Regions from separate parts of the Mus musculus genome. Here all the other regions are linked to region 1. The links are chromatin contacts, called in public HiChIP or PLAC-seq and Micro-C maps. All regions are on one chromosome and are shown on one strand. Each heading gives the region's core, a stretch centred on a gene start, on an enhancer-like site or on the middle of the called end of the contact. The rest is flanking DNA. Distances are from core to core; before and after follow the strand shown. Region 1 holds the start of Gpc3 (glypican 3). Region 2 holds the start of C430049B03Rik (RIKEN cDNA C430049B03 gene). Region 3 holds the start of Gpc4 (glypican 4).

What was found. A called contact is a pair of places that touch in the nucleus more often than the background predicts. HiChIP or PLAC-seq counts read pairs in DNA pulled down with a chosen protein or histone mark.
Region 2: a contact with region 1 is called in a Micro-C map of embryonic stem cells, with 3 times the contacts expected there. The contact joins the promoter of C430049B03Rik here to the promoter of Gpc3 in region 1. A contact is called at or near these places in 2 of 39 promoter capture datasets (cranial neural crest and pre-B cells) and 1 of 484 Hi-C or Micro-C datasets (embryonic stem cells).
Region 3: a contact with region 1 is called in an H3K27ac HiChIP or PLAC-seq map of embryonic stem cells, with 5 read pairs. The contact joins the promoter of Gpc4 here to the promoter of Gpc3 in region 1. A contact is called at or near these places in 1 of 39 promoter capture datasets (embryonic stem cells) and 1 of 115 datasets of contacts at active chromatin or transcription factors (embryonic stem cells).

Annotation. Positions count from the first base shown.
Region 1 is chrX:52,612,582-52,615,298 of GRCm38.p6, forward strand. Gpc3 (glypican 3) reads right to left here and starts at 1,393. Exons shown (of 8, transcript NM_016697.3): 1 at 1,052-1,393. The coding sequence starts at 1,223. All of the region lies in intron 4 of A630012P03Rik (RIKEN cDNA A630012P03 gene), which reads left to right.
Region 2 is chrX:53,055,778-53,058,477 of GRCm38.p6, forward strand. It overlaps C430049B03Rik (RIKEN cDNA C430049B03 gene), which reads right to left and starts at 1,413. Exons shown (of 4, transcript NR_038185.1): 1 at 1,221-1,413; 2 at 881-992; 3 at 365-387.
Region 3 is chrX:52,163,517-52,166,216 of GRCm38.p6, forward strand. It overlaps Gpc4 (glypican 4), which reads right to left and starts at 1,407. Exons shown (of 9, transcript NM_008150.2): 1 at 1,100-1,407. The coding sequence starts at 1,259.

The DNA of each region.
Region 1 (2,717 bases), core at 143-2,642:
AAGCCACAAACGTCTGTGTGCAAATACGGCTGGCTGCTTTCTTCCAAGCGCACCTCTGAAAAATTAATCTTTTCGAAACCCATTCTTCCTGCACGTATTGTTAGTATAGCAACTTGCCCTGATTGGATTCTAAGGCAGGCGTTAAGCGCCCAACCGCTGGACAGTCAATCACACAAGGCAATTAATATTCATCTGTTGACAGCGGCAGCCCTGAGCTAAGGTTAAAATATGCCCCTACAAAATGATCTGATTGTGCAGAACAAAAGGCAGGCGCTCTGAAACTTTCCTCTGCCTAAAATCTTCTCCTCTTCGGGGTCCAGCCTGTCAAGGCAGATGAATTTGGGCGGGGGAGGAGTCAAATCCTTTTTGGATTCGTGCTCCGTAGGCCAAGCACCGCCGATTTTTAAAGAGATTTGCCAACCTAGATAAGGGAAGCTGTTTTGAAGGGAAAGGCTCAGTCTTGCACGTTTTGGAGGACCCTCCTACTCAAAAGTTTCCTTCACTGTGTCTTCTCTAGCCTCTGAGGATTCAAAGATTTGTGCTCAACTTTGCCTGCACTTGGGCCCGGCCAGCCTCGGGAACCCAGACTGGGGAACGGAAAGCATGGGGGGACACACGGTGGATAAAGTGTGGCCAGAACTACGGGTCCAGCTAAGGCAGACGTGCTAGTAAGGGAGATAAATTCCCGAGTCACAGTCTTCACGTTGTGAAGCCGGTTTGCTAAGAGCAGAGGGGAGCCAGCTCCCACCTTCCCGCCCTCCCCCCCCCAAAAAAAATGGGCGCTAGAAAGGCGATCTCTGCTGTTCCTCGCTCTGGCTTGCACAGTTCCTGACAGCAGCGTGAGCCCGGGGCATGTGGACAGAGTCCCATACTGTGCTTCCCTCCCTTGGTAGATGGTCCAGGCCCCAGGCACAGCAACCATTCCCAGGTATCCTGCAGCAGAGAGCACGGCCGCTGCGGCCCCACCAGGCTAGCGCGCTCTGGGAAGAGCCACCACGCGCGCCTTGGCTTTCCACTGTGCGCGGGGAATGCTCAAGGGACCCCTACTCACCTGGTACAGGGGTTTCTGGAACCCATTTGAGTCCGGGCTGCAGTCTCTGGAAGAAAGAACGGACCTGGTGACAGGTGGCGTCTGGAGGCGGCGGGGGCTGCGCCTGTCCCAGGCAGCCCAAGCCTAGCAGCATCGCCACCAGCAAGCACGCGGTGCGCACGGTCCCGGCCATCCTGCTTCTTGGGGGAGCGAGGAGAGCACGAGAGAGTGGCAATAAGAGCCGGAGCGGTCCCGAGACTCAGCAAGTCTGGCAGTAGCCCGACAGAGCAAGAGAGGAGCCGCTACCCAGCCGCCGCAAAAGTTTCCTCGCAGCTACCTGGGCGCTGGGCGAGGGCGGGAACAGCTTGGCGGTGCGGGGCGGCCCGGGGCGGAGCCTTGTGGGCGTGGCGAGGAGGGACGGGGCGGGGCGAGGCAAGGCGAGCCGCGCTGCCTGGAGGACGGCGTGGGGTCGTGTAGCTGCTGGCCTGCGGGATGCGGGGCGTGGCAAGGAGCTTAGCTGGGAGATTGGGTTTACCAAGGTGGCGGGCAAGCCTTGGTGGGAGAGGCGCGGGAAGAGGATAAGGAGCGTGTGCGGTGGCTCCCGGCAATCCTGCCCTGACACTCGCTCGCCGCTGCTCTACACTGGGCGCTCTGGCATAACTACTGCAGAGGGGCTGCAGGCTCAGGCACGCTGATTGGCTTCCCAGCAGCAGTCCCCTCTGACTGGCTCTGGGAGAAGTTCCCCAGCCTCACTCCTCCTTTCCGCCTCCCTTTGGCCTACAGCCGGGAGGGCTTTTCCTTTTCAGCCTTTGCAAGCTCTCCATCTTCCTTGGAGTGGAGTGGAGGTCTGCGGTTTAGGTACACACACACACACACACACACACACACACACACACACACACCCGACTCGACCCTAGGCCTTCTCCCACCCAGATCTGGCTCCTTCTGGCCACCAGAGCCCACACAAGGTTTCCTAAGCACAAAATCCCTCTCCTTGCTGTTTTCTGAGAAAGGTTTCTTGGGAACCCTTTCCCAATGCAGCTGTGGCCAAGCCCTCAAAGCCTACCCACAAATAGTCACGTTCCAGAGCGCTGGGGACCTCTGGATTTCACAGCCTGGCTCATCTTTGTACCTAAAAGGTCTGGAAGCCCGTGTAGCTTGCTGGGTCTCATTCAATAGAACCACACAAAGTAAATGTGTGCATGTGTGTGTGTGTGTGTGTGTGTGTGTGTGTGTGTGTGTGTGTGTGTGTGAATTTAGGCACTTGATCCTGATTCCTAGGTGAATCATATCATCTACAGGATAATCACGGGCGACCCTCATAAAGCAAAGTGTAGCTGGTGAGAGTAACTCATTCAGGAAATCATTTTACAGATGAAATTCATTAAGTCATGGTTAGTCTGTTTCATACCTGGAGTAGAGCCCTATTTAGAAGATTTCCTGGATGTCAATCCACGTTTCTTCTACTTAATTCTCACCAATGGAAAGACATTTCTTTGAGAATCAAATGCCCCTTTGAGAAGAAAAAGCATATAATCATTATCTATGCTCTACAGAAATTGAATCATTCCATCAGATTGGTTCTCTTTGTGACTCCACTCATGTGCACACGTAGACAACTTTAGCCCAGTGTCTTGTATGTAGTAGGAGCTCAGTATTTCTACAATTAATGAATTTGATATCTCGG
Region 2 (2,700 bases), core at 163-2,662, 440 kb after region 1:
CTACAACGACTTATATCCTTAAAAAGCCATCTCACTCCCTGGGTTTGTGTATTTCCCCTTGGGCTTAACTTTACTTACGAAAAGAGAGCACAAAGAGATGTCTGGTCACTTCTAGAGAGGGTCATTCGCTGATACAATAGACAAAGAATCAATACTTTAGGGTTACCATGGCCCCACCCACTTCAGAACCACGACGGGTCAAAATGGCCCCACCCACTTCAGAACTGCGAAGGGTTTGGCCAAATGATTTAAGAGCCAAAGACTAAGCCTCTTCCTCTCTTCCCAGTTGAGAACGTTTTGTCTTTTAATGTTGCAGATGCCATGCGCCCCCACACCCAAAACATGATGCACAGGTCCTCCGCACCTTCCAGCCAAACTTTTCCAATACTGGAAAAAAAAAAAAAACAACTAAACAACCTTGAAAAGTTTTAATTAGCGAGAGACAATGGAAAACGAATTTTACGGTTCTTTCCAGGACATTCTTTACTGCTTACAAATGAGTGGCCCAAAGTCCCATTTACAGTCTGTCAAAACTAGTTGCTCCCCACCCTGGCAAGGCTGACAGCCTGAGGCTGCCCGCCCCTCACTCATTTCTCTCTCCCCACCCCTCCCCGTTTACTCTTCTCAGTCCACTTTCTGAGAAGTTCCCTGGCCACACTCACTTGCTAGACATTTTAAAGATCTGTCCTCCCCCCACCACGACCCCCGGACACGCTTTCCACCCCCACACCCCACCCAGCGCGACGCATAACATTTTTTTGAGAATTATCCCCGTATCTGTTACAGTCTGTAGTGACCAGAGACATAGTTGGGGGCGGGGGGAGGCGGGCCAAAAAGTTCCCTTCCCCCTCGTTTTTTTCTTTTTTAGATTCTAAGTCACCTCTCACTCCACTCGAAAATGGCGCCGAAATCGTAGAACTTCTTAAATTTCATTGTAAGCTTTTTGCAAAGGTTTCTGGGATTTTCCTGCGAAGCTGCTCCTCAGCGTCGACCTAGAAAACAAGCCGGGGAAGCTAGAGAGAGGAAGGAAAAGGCGGGCGGGGAGGCGGACAGACAGACGGACAGCGAGAGAGAAAGGGCGGAGGGGTGTGGCGAGGTTGTGAGGTTAGAAGAGCGAGTCGCGGAGACTTGGGAGGGCGCGAGGTGGCGGTGGTGCGGGACATCGAGGGACAGAGGGACGGACAGCCGGGGAACCGGGGTTCGCGGGGCGAGGGGCTCACAGAGAGGCGTGGCGGAGAAGAACCGGAGCCGGGACGGAGCTGGGCTGGAACCGGGCTGGAATCGGGCTGGAACCGGGCTGGAATCGGGCTGGAATCCGGCTGGAATCGGGTTGGAGCGGTGCTGGAGCCGGCGGAGCTGGCGGAGTTGGGCTGGAGCCGAGCGCACCCCAAGAGGCGAGCGGGAGCAGCCAGCGCCCAGTGGTCCGCAGCAGCCCTAGAAAAAGCCGGCCCGGGGGGCGTGGCCATGCGCTGCTCCGCGCCCCGCCCAACCATTCGCCCGCTCGCTCGGAGGCCCCGGAGCGGAAGGGGGGAGGGGGGAGGCCGTGCGGACACGCAGAGCCACAGCCTTGGCCTGCAGCCAGGAAGGGCCGGGAAGGACACGGGGAGCCTGGAGTGGCCACGTACAGAGAGCCTCATAGCCGCGGGTGCAGGAGACAAAAACCAGGGAGAAAGGGGAAAGGGGAAAAGCGGGAAGGGAAGCAACCAAGCTCCAGCTCAAAGACCCATGCCACAAATGACACTCTAAAGTCACTAGGGCCCAAGTCTTTGGGGCTACCAGGAGGGTACAGGGCGGCTAAGCCAAGCCTCTTAGGACTATTTTTCTTGGGGGTGCCTGAAACAGGATGAGGAAACAAGGGACCCTCAGATTGCAGAAGGGAAGTGCTAGGCGCGCGAGTGTGCCCAGGCTCTGTTGAGTCTTCTGTGCTCTGGCCTCTCTGCCAAACTCTCCCTCAGGTAGAGGACTCCCTTAGGTCCTGGCGGTCCACTTTAGGGGTGGGCATGACACTGAGGCAGGGAACGACAGTTTACTTATACATGTCCAGTCCAAGAAGGAAAGTCTTTACTACTTAAGTTTTGAGTCTGGAGTAGGGAAAGAAAGGGAGTCTTTCTTCTGTATGCTGGATATCTTTAGGGACGGCGCTGTTTACCAGGGAGGTATGAGAACGGTGTTGAAGTTAATAGCAGGGTGTCCAGGGTGACAAGAACTGTGCCTAAGTGTAAAGAGATGAAGTATAAGAGTGATTATGATTTTCAAATGATGCCGCTGACCCAGACAGGCACTCAGAGAGAAGGGGGAACGGGAATGGATTTCAAGGAGCTAACATGAGGTTGCATCTGGGTGGGGAGTCAATAGTCTTTCATTGCACCGCGTTCGCAACTTTCTTGTATATTTGCAAAACGTCACAATAACACAAAGCTGGAAAAACCAGGCATGGTAGCACATGGACCAGTAGAGTCCAGCACTCGGAGGAGGCAGGAGAAACAGAAGTTTAAGGGCGTCCTTGGCTACATAGCAAGTTCGAGGACAGTCTGAGCTTTGTGAAAGACTCAAAAAAAAAAAAAAATCTGGGAGAAATCCCTTATAAAATAGAGCCTGGATGTTAAAAAATAAATAAATAAACTCAGCGTCTCTCTTCCCACCTTTCTTGGGTTGCAGACATCTTTGAGAGAGTGGGATGTAAACTCAGATAGGATTTGG
Region 3 (2,700 bases), core at 157-2,656, 450 kb before region 1:
ATGAATGGTTCGGAATGGAGATTTGGCCTTCGGGGCTCGAATCTCTAACGCCTCCGTTAGGTTAAGCTGGCCAAAAGCCAGTTAGATTCGTAGCTCCTTCAGAGTCTCCAGGGTGAACAAGCTACCTGTGCCGTTTCGGCCGCCAGCCCGCAGGGCTGTGCGCAACAGTTGGCGGCTTCAAAAATCTAGTACAACAGGGAAGGAGGACTAGCCCAGGCACTGCCACCAGCGGGCCTGGAGACCTCGGGAGCAGGAGGGGAGGGCATACCTGATGCAGCCTCCCCAGCGCTCTAGGAGGACTTCCCCCAAATACCATACACAACCCCCCGCAACCCCCCCAGCGCTGAAATCCGGTGAACTTTTTCAGAGGCAAAGCCATCTTCATTTGCATAACCATCTCCAAACTGAGATTTAGGTTTCCTGTAATCAGTCCTTTCAAAGGTCTGTAATTGAAAGTGCAATTAACCCTTAAAATGAGGTGAGAAAAGAGAAAAGGAAGGGAAATACCCGTTTTATCCAACACCTTCCGGAAAGCTGGAGACTTCCCAAAAGTCGGGATTTGAAGGAGTAAGAAGAGTTCGCTTTTTAAAGGTGACTTCTAAAGCCCTTGCAGCTCCTAAAAACTAAACCGTGTCAGCGGTGGAAGAGAGGCGGCGGGGAGAGGAATTTTAGGAGACCGTCAATGAGCGGCTCATTCAAGTCTCACGTTTTGCGCCCCTAGGAATCTGCAAACTCCAGGAGGTTCCCCACCCCGCCCCCACTCGGCCTCGTCGTCACCCACACAACAAAGCGGGGAACCCAGTAAAGAATTCAACCCGGAAAAGGCGAGAGAGCCCAAGCCACGCACGTTGAGGGCCAGAGTCCCTAGTGGCTTCCCGGGAGTGAGAGGGCTGGGGTGGGGGGCAGCAGCAAAGGACCTGGGTGGCACTGAATAAACCGGCGGCGCCCCTCCACTCGCGGTGCCCGCTCAAAGCCGGGGCTGGCTCTCCTGCCTGCCCGTTTCTCCCTCTCGGCTACCTGATGCGGCGTGGGGGGGGGCGCCCCTTTTCCCGGGGTGCCCACCGCTCGGTAATGGGGAGAGTGCAGGATTCCCACCTACCGTTGATCTCATAGAGGGGGGCATCATTCTTGTTGAAGCCTTTGGACACGTAGAGACGTCGCACTTCCGAGCAACTTTTCGACTTGAGCTCCGCAGCCAGCAGCGAGGCGCTGAGCGCGGCCAGGGTGCAGAGGAGCGCGAGCAAGCCTAAGCGTGCCATGGTGCGGACCCTGACGGACGCGCTCCCACCTTTAGGGGACAGAATGAGACCCGATGGAAAGCAGCGCTGCGGAGCGGGCGGAGAGGCGCGGAGTGAACACTCACGAGCGGAGCGAGAACCGGGGAGTTGAAGTTGGTAGTGAAGGAGGAGGAGGAGGAGGAGGAGGAGGGCAGGAGGAGGAGACGCGGGCGAAAAGTGGAGCTGGGCCTCGAGTCAGGCAACGGTCCCCGGTGCCAGGCGCCCAGCCGGGGTGCGGTACGAGGAAAAAGGCGTGGAATGGGCGCGGGACCCAAGGGACTAGGGAGAGGATCCGTGACCTCGGGACTCCGAAGGCTAGAGAACCCGGGCCAGCTAGCCAGGGGCGGAGGGGCTCAGGGAAGGAAGGGAAGGTGGCAGGCGTCGCAGAAGAGCAGAGTGTGGGCGGCGTCGGCGGGCGATCGCTGGCGCGGGGCTTCAGCCACCCGGCGCTGCTCCGCTCACCCAGCCCGGCTCAGCTCACTGCCCTCGGCCGCACGGCTGTGCCCTTCTCAGCTCTGCCGCTGATTGACTGGCCCGGCTCGCACAGCGAGGCTCCGCAAACTTGGCCAAGCGGGGCGGCCCTAAGGGAGGGAGGGGGCGGGCATGAGGGGGGGGGCGAGCCCGAGACAGGCGGGAGCACGCAGGGCCGGGCCGGGAGAAAACCTGGAAGCTGGGTTGGATCTGGAGCGGGCCAAATCCACTTCCTAGGGGGCCCGCACGGGGCGCGCGGCGCTCCCTCTTGCGACACGCCCTGCTGGGCTCCTCCCTCCTGCCCTCCTCTTCAGAGGCGGGGAACCTGCCCCCCGCCCCCCCCCCCAGCAAGAGAGGAAAGGGCAGTTTCTTCCCGCTTAAGGGGCCAAGTCTCAAGAGATCCTGGTGATCTGGATCTTGGGGCCTTGAGCCCCTGTCTGAGCCACAAGCCTTTCTCCACAGCCACTTGACAGGCTATCCCCATGGGCCTGAGCAGCACTTAGCCCTCCAGCCCCAATACCAGCCTCGCTGCTTCTACCCAGCATCCAGGGCCACTTCTAACCAACACCTGGGCAAGGAAGGCACACTCACATACTGGCATTGCTTTGATCCAAACAACGCGGGGTGGGGGCCGGGGGACCTGGAACTCACAGCTGGGCTGAGAGGCTCACCTAGCCCCCCTTGACCCATCACAGTGTTCCCCCAAGAGCACAAGCTAGCCCCTAACTCTAGCAATCATCTTCTCACCTGCTTCATCCCCACACACTGTTCAACGCACGCTCACACCCTAAGTTCTGCAATAAATATACACAAACTCTGAAACTGACCAGAAAACAATCACTGAACCTCAAGGAGATGGAGCTAAATCAAGGTTGCTCAGAAAAACTTTTGGCCCCACACTGCCCTGTGTAGGGTATAGGAATTGACACCCCACAGAAAGAAAGAAACGCTA